Regions from separate parts of the Mus musculus genome. Here region 2 is linked to region 1. The links are chromatin contacts, called in public Hi-C maps. All regions are on one chromosome and are shown on one strand. The core of a region is the stretch at or near the end of the contact, and the rest is flanking DNA. Distances in the headings are between cores, read along the strand shown.

Region 1 (3,479 bases), core at 334-2,833:
GATAAGACCATTGTACTCATGAGCTCACAGAAGCTGTGGTCACCTCAGCAAGATCTGCACAAGATCAAGCTAGGCAGCATCCCAAGATAGGGGTAGGTCAGAGGATATGAGTCCCCAGCCTCTGCTGTGGAGATATTAACAGGTGATAGTTGCTAGGAGTCAAGAGTCAATTTTCTTCTAGGCTATAGATGCTGGTCAGTCAATACCACATTCCAGTGGGTGGTCCCATATCTGTGCAAATACAGGCAGCATGAACTGTATTCTGAGGCTTATGACAAATAATAACAGCAAAAAACAGAAGAATGAAGTTAGGGGGAGGAGAGTGGTCAGGGGTAGGGCTGATTAAAATATATTATGTGCATGCATAAATCTTTGAAAGAATTAATCAAAATACTATATTTAAATTTAAAATTAATTCTGCCCCTCCCAGCTCTCTCTACCCAAGTGTTTGCTAAGGTGCCACATCCTGTACATGGACTTGGTTTTTCTCCTTCTTTCTACCATGCATGTAATCAACAAGCAAATGTACACCATGTTTTCAAATATCTACAATCACATCTTAGTGCTTTTACTGTTACTAATCCAGTCCAGTTTTCTCTCACCTTGGTCATCTCCCAACTCACCTACATCTCTGTGTTTGTCTCATGTGCTATCTTCCCAGTTCAGCAATTAGAATGGCACAGAATGAGTCTAAACTGTCCACCTTCTTCTCTAAAGCCTCTGATGGAAGCATTTATTACTTAGGACTGAGCACATTTAGCTTATGGAGATCCTCCTCTATCTCTGTCTCATTTCCTGTCTTTCAGCCTCTCTCTGTCTCTGTCTCTGTCTCTGTCTCTCTTTCTCCCTCTCCCTCTCCCTCCCTCTCTCTCTCTCTCTCTCTCTCTCTCTGTCTCTCTGTCTTTCTACTCTCTGCTCTGATGTCTTCACTTCATAGCTGATAATGGTACCACTTTGGTTTCTAATTTTAACTGTCACCATTTGGTGAGAACCTTTTCTGCTTTGTAAGCCATTTATTATGCAATGCCTTCTTTGTAAACTAAAATACTCACAACAAAAACCTTTTTCAAATTCTTTTGATATATAATTACCAAGTACAGTTAATGAGATAATACAAACAAATTGTAGATAATTCTTTCCTCTTCCAAATATCTTGTGGAATCACCTTACTTGGCGTTATACTTTTCTTTCTTCGTGTCTCTTGGTGGCTGGTTGACTAGAGGAAGCAATATCCTTTGCGGTAACCCTGCAGATTATTTTCAAACACAGGCTTTTAAAAACAATTTTAATCTAATCAAAATGTAGTGATAGCCTGGAATTAAAATATGCAAGGAGAGGGTTTCCTAATGCTTTATTTCAGTGGGATGTGAAGTTAGAATTGTTAAGAAATGCAGAATGCTAATTAAGCAGAGTTTGCAAGCTGGGGATGAGAGGAAATAACCTGATGTGAACTCGACATCAACTTTCCTCATTAAAAGTTCACAGAAGCCAATGACCAGATGGCACAGGCTGTAAGGTCATGACCGTGAGGAGTCCTAAGGGGTTGCTCCCTTTAGTCATTCCATCAACCAGCAGGGGGAGACACAGAATGCTTCTTGCTACTCCAGAAACAACTCCCTGAACATGGGGACTTCATCAGGACTCTGTCCCTAACAGGTAGAACAAGTTGGTCCAGGCTGACTAAGCACTGCCCTCTAAATGCTTTTGGTTTCCTGGTTAGAGTTGAGTTTGCATTCAAGTGACTCCTTCGAAGGAAGAACTTGAGTGTATTTGATGGTTTACTTATACTAAATTATAGCATATATAGGTTCATACAAATTTACGTATCACATTCACATAAATACACTTAGTCTATGGTTGTAAAATATTTGTGGCTATGATTGGAATCCATCCAATTAAAAATTTGATTTTTTTCTATCTACTAATATTCACATGTAATTAGTCATAGCCCAAGAGTCAACTCTGTGGGAGATGACAAACAGAAATTTTTATAGGCCTGGAAGCAAAGTGTATTGAATATTTTAAATGTCTATGGTAATAAGGTAACCAGAGGATCTAAGCTTTGTGTTCAATCCCTCAAGAACCAGATAACTTTGCTTTCGTTTACTCAGCCATTCAATTTTGCACTTGCCCAAGATCTCTACCCCATGGCAGCTCCTCAACTAAGTAATAGAAACAATGGAATATCATGATATCTTGTATGTTGGCAAATGGATATTTAACAATGAGGCAGTCTCCTCCAAAAAGCACAACAAATATGAATGAGGTGATAATGTCCCTCAGATGGAGGAATAATTAACTTTGTCTGAAGTAGGCTTGTAGAGAGGGATAATGCCCAAGTGTGGCTTTAAGGACTAACCAAAAAGACTGAGAGACAAGATTGTAAAACAGATCATGAGAACAATATAACTGAGTGAGTCTCCTACATTTGAATTTCAAAAAGGAATCACATATGAGAGAGGCAAGGGGTGTGTGGATTGGGCATAGTAGAGACTAGCAGCCCAAGAATGGAGCAGACTCAGAATAAATCAAGAAAACTTGGCTCTAGTCAAGCAAGCAGCTGTTCAAAGTCAGATCGTTTTTCAGACTCCTCAGTGGGCACACCTGCTGAGAGATGCATCCTAAAGAAAACTGAAGGACCATGGGAACAAATCTAAACCCTAAACATCACAATGGGCATAACATATGGCCTCTTCCTTCAGGAAGGTTACCTCCAACATACTCACAGAAGAGGTTGAGCTGTGAAGTACTAGGTGGCATGGATTCTCAAAAAGTAAATGGTGCATTTAAGGACAATTTCAACTTTAAATTTATTTTTCCTACTCAACAATAATATTTCCTTCCCCAGGCTTTAATTCTAAATATTAAATATTGCACCATGGAAAGCCCTCCAAAAGACTTTCTTGACAAGCAATCTCTGAGACTTTCACATAGCTACAAAGGCAAAATAACTCCAAACAAATCCCTGGTTTCCTTTCCTCATTTGATTTCCTTGAGTAATGATTTTATTTAATGTTACAAACATTTCAGTAAGTCTTTGAGAATTCCATACAATATATTTTGATCATATCCATGACCTACTCTTCCACCAACTCATTCCAAATTGACCCACCTCACTATCTCACCTCCAACTGTGTGTGCATGTGCGTGTGCGTGTGAGTGTGTGTGTGTGTGTGTGTGTGTGTGTGTGTGTGTGTGTGTGTTTGCTTAAATAGCCCTTCAAGTCCAATTTGTATCCCTCATATATTCCTAGTTGTGGGGTCATTCACTGGAGCATGGTTGACCTGCTAGGGACTATCATCCTTAATGAAAACTGAATTTCTCTTCCCAAGACACAATCAACTGTTCATAGCTCTTCAGTTATGGATAGACTATACTGGAGGTTGACAGGATTGATCTTACATAGATCTTGTACAGGCAATTACAAGTTGTGACTTCATAAATGCAGTGGTCTTTTCATATCAAGAATACACTGTTTG
Region 2 (3,604 bases), core at 795-3,294, 100 kb after region 1:
TCACCCTTTCTAGCTCTCCCTGAACTCTGACTGGCTGGCTCAACTTAGCTGTTCTGGCTCAAACGTCTTTCCAAACTGACTAATTCAAATTGGCTTCTCTCCGCTTCTGACCGAATTGCTCTGCTCGGAAGGACTGCCTTTGAACTCCATGAACTCAACTGTTCTGCTTTGAACTGAGCTCAACTGCATTCAAATTAACTGTACAGAACTGAATCTCCAGGGCTTTTTCTGCAGAGCAAGAATTGGACTATAATCTCCCCCGTGGCTGTATCAAGTGCCAGCTACTGAAGGCAATGTTAGCTTCCCTCCATAAAGGAGCTTTGTTGGAGGGACATAGGAAGGAGGAAATCCTGGGGAGAGGCCTTGAATGATGGGAAATGTCTAGCAGTCCAGTGGCATCTGCACCCTCTGAGTCTCCTAGGCTGTCCTTGGGCTCATGGGGTCCCTGAGCTTATCGGGAAGCATCAAGGAGTAACTCTTCCCTGACAATGTCTTGTGATCTAGCAACAATGAAAAATGCTCCTGATGTGTCCCCCTGGAAACATCTATTCCTCCTCTCTCAGCCACAACTCTGGAAAACTATATGGTGTACAATAGGCAATATGGAGTAAAAAATGGCAACAGCTCAGTGAGAGAGAGATGAAAGTAGAAGAGGGTGGGACAAACAGAGCAGGGTGGCAGCTCTATATTCCGAGACCATAAACAAGAACCACTAGGAAAATTCACTAGCAGCTATCCTTTCCACAGACACCCAGAAATAAAACAGGGCTGACCAAAATCTCACGTCACCAAAGAAGAAAGCTCAGTGCTTTCCAGGGACTGAGTCCCACCTTTTCCTTTGTCCCTATGTCTGACTCTTGGTAGGTTGTCCACTATGAAAATTAAACTGAAAGACAGGTCATTTCATGCCCAGCCACTTGGCTATTTGGGCTTAGTTATATTTCCAAAGCTACCCAGATTAGACCCTTTCCCTGATTTCTGTGATTACATCTTGTATGTTGATGGCTGTAGGTTTGTTTTCCTAACTGAGAAGATGTTCTCCCTTCAAGTCTTCTCTTACACATAGTCAAAGGTGCATGTGGCCCTGTTCTCCCAGGAATTTGTCCTTCTCCCTACTTTCTCCCCTTTTTCCATCCATCATGGCATCCAAATCTTCTCTTTCTCTCTTTTCCTAATTTAAAAACTAAGGGAAGAAATTCTGAGGTGAAGCCTCTCCAGGATCAGCTCAACAGGAAAGTATCCTAAGTGTGTGTGTGTGTGTGTGTGTGTGTGTGTGTGTGTGTGTGTCTGTGAGGGAGGGTGCAGGGTAAAGGACTGTGGGGGAGGGGCTGTGCCCCCTCTAATCTGAGAAGATCAGAGGACAACACTGTGAAGTTGATTCTCTACGTCTACCTTTACAAGAGGCTCCAGCGATAGAATTCAAATGGCCAGGTGTGTGAGTGATGCACTTTAACCTGCACAGCCAGACCACCGGCCCAAGAAATCCTACCTCTGAGGTTTTCCCAAAGCTGCTCACTGCAGAGATCAATAGCTTTTCATGACAGTCACTGGACATTTACCACCTTGAGTTTATGCCAGTTGCATTTCTATCCCAACAGAGGACAATTACCCTAGAGTCACAGATGAGGAAGGATCATCACTGCCTATCACAGATCACAGGCAAGGACGTACTTTTGCCCAGTATGGATCCTGGATACTAGGAAAAGAATGGACATCACAAGTAAGGAAGGATCATAGTCCATCACACTAGGAAGAGAGTGCTAGGAAGGAGGACTCTGAGTTTCTCCCTACAATATGACTAATGTGGTTTCTAGGTCCAAATGTGGACTGCCTTAACTTTAATGGCATCCATCTGAGCACGACAAAGTCACTCAACAGACGCTGGCTACATATAGATCTATGTGCTAATCCACAGGAGATTCTCAGAGCAATCTCATGAAATAGGGGTCAAGGCACAAAGGAGAAACATCTTAGCCTTGGTACTTGTGGCCGATTTGTGAAGAGAAACCAACCCGGAAGCTAAGGCTTTTAGAAAAGAAAGCTCAAGAAGCCACGGCAGAAGCACAAGTGTCATTTGAGAAAGGGGAAGCACTCCAGGCTTCGTGAGGAGTGCTAGGTCACGGTTCTGTGCCCTGAACAAAGGAACAAGGTTGGCACTGAGACTCAGCTTACCCTCCTTGGCAAATGCAAAGCATCCTGTGTACCTCTACCTATGTGTGACACCTTCCCCGAGTCCCCTCAATCACATCTGGGGCAGTCTCAGTATGGAGGTGGATTTTTGGCTGGTTTTCTTGAGTGAAAAGAACCTATCCTGTATCCTTAATTCTCATTTACTCCTTGCACATGGTTGTGGTGATCGTGTGTGGCCCAGAAGAAAAGAGAATCACCACAATAAAGCTCTCAATTGGTGGATTAAATAAAATGTTTTATCATTGATTTCTAAATTACTAAACTACGTTGAGATGTTGCCAGTATCTATTTAATAGAACTGCCAAAAAAACATTTAATTTTTTCATATAAAACACACCCAGAAAACTGAACAAATTTCATCAAAATGTTTAAATGCCAGAAATGATTCCAATCTAATAAAACATTAAGGCCTTGCGTTGTCTGTATTGTGTACACGGCAGACCTCCATAAACGACACGGCTGGAACCTGCTTTTTAATTCTTTTGCACAAAAGCACCAATTTAGGTCCTGCTGGGAAACCTTTCGAGGGATCACTCTGTAAATAAAGCAAACCAATTTCTTAAAATACAGTTAGCCACAAGCAGTTCCTGCAGGTCTGCAAGGAATCTCTGCTGATCAGCCGCCCAGGCGGCCTGGGCCATCAGCTGGTGAGACAGAATCTGTTGGTATCTGCTGCTTCCCTGACTGACAGCCGTGTGCAATCACAGAGGCATGTAGAGACACATCAGACAGCATGCACACAGAAACAAGCAGCGGGAGGGGAGGGTTTTGGATCCCAGATGGACGTTGGCATGGAACACTTTGAAACTGCCATCTCCCAGAGCCTGGCCATTTTTTTTTCCGCTCCCAGCACTCAGTCTACAAAGCGAAGGCTATAAAATGGGAAAGAAGTATTGACTTTTATGGGGCTCATCAGATCCCCTAGGCGTAATGTTCCTGGCCTATGTTCTGGAATATTTTTAAATATTTATTTTATTTTTAGTTATGTGTACATGTGTACGTGGGGGGGGGGGGAGATGTAAGTCCCCATGAAAGCCTGAAGAGGATATTGATCCCATGGAGCTGGAGTTACAGTCAGTGGTGAGCCCTTAGACATGGGTCGTGGGATTCAAACTTAGGACCTGTGCAAGAACAGTCAGTATGCACTCTTAACCACTGTGCCTTCTCTCCAAACTTCGCCCTTTGATCTAACCCCCTGCCTTACAGTAAGATGTTGATTTTAGCACCAGAAGAAAACAAAACCTCAAGCCGAAGGCCCTGCACAAGGCAAAATTAAAATACGCATGAGTCACACCAATCCTACTCTTCCTCCATTTCTACTTGGGAGAACAGAAGGTGCCCTTCACCTTGGCAGCCTCATTATAATAGAAATCCATTTTATTCAAAAGTAAACCCCAGAGAAAGCCAGGTTCAG

Evidence for each region. Hi-C and Micro-C count contacts between places; a contact is called where the count stands out from the background.
Region 2: a Hi-C map of B cells shows a contact between it and region 1, with 2.9 times the contacts expected there. The contact joins two enhancer-like sites. A contact is called at or near these places in 1 of 15 datasets of contacts at CTCF or cohesin (CD8 T cells), 15 of 484 Hi-C or Micro-C datasets (B cells, CD4 T cells, CD8 T cells and 8 more) and 5 of 115 datasets of contacts at active chromatin or transcription factors (CD8 T cells, bone marrow-derived dendritic cells, double positive thymocytes and 2 more).

The regions. Positions count from the first base shown.
Region 1 is chr17:52,181,030-52,184,508 of GRCm38.p6, reverse strand. No RefSeq gene overlaps it. Among named protein-coding and RNA genes, the nearest start is that of Gm19585, 33 kb to the right of the region's middle. Within about 2 kb of position 1,583, at least 20 of the 459 cell types and tissues checked have an H3K27ac peak or open chromatin away from gene starts, as enhancers often do. A contact at or near this core is called in B cells, CD8 T cells, Th1 cells and 3 more, where this site is marked.
Region 2 is chr17:52,077,986-52,081,589 of GRCm38.p6, reverse strand. No RefSeq gene overlaps it. Among named protein-coding and RNA genes, the nearest start is that of Gm19585, 70 kb to the left of the region's middle. Within about 2 kb of position 2,044, at least 30 of the 459 cell types and tissues checked have an H3K27ac peak or open chromatin away from gene starts, as enhancers often do. A contact at or near this core is called in B cells, CD8 T cells, Th1 cells and 3 more, where this site is marked.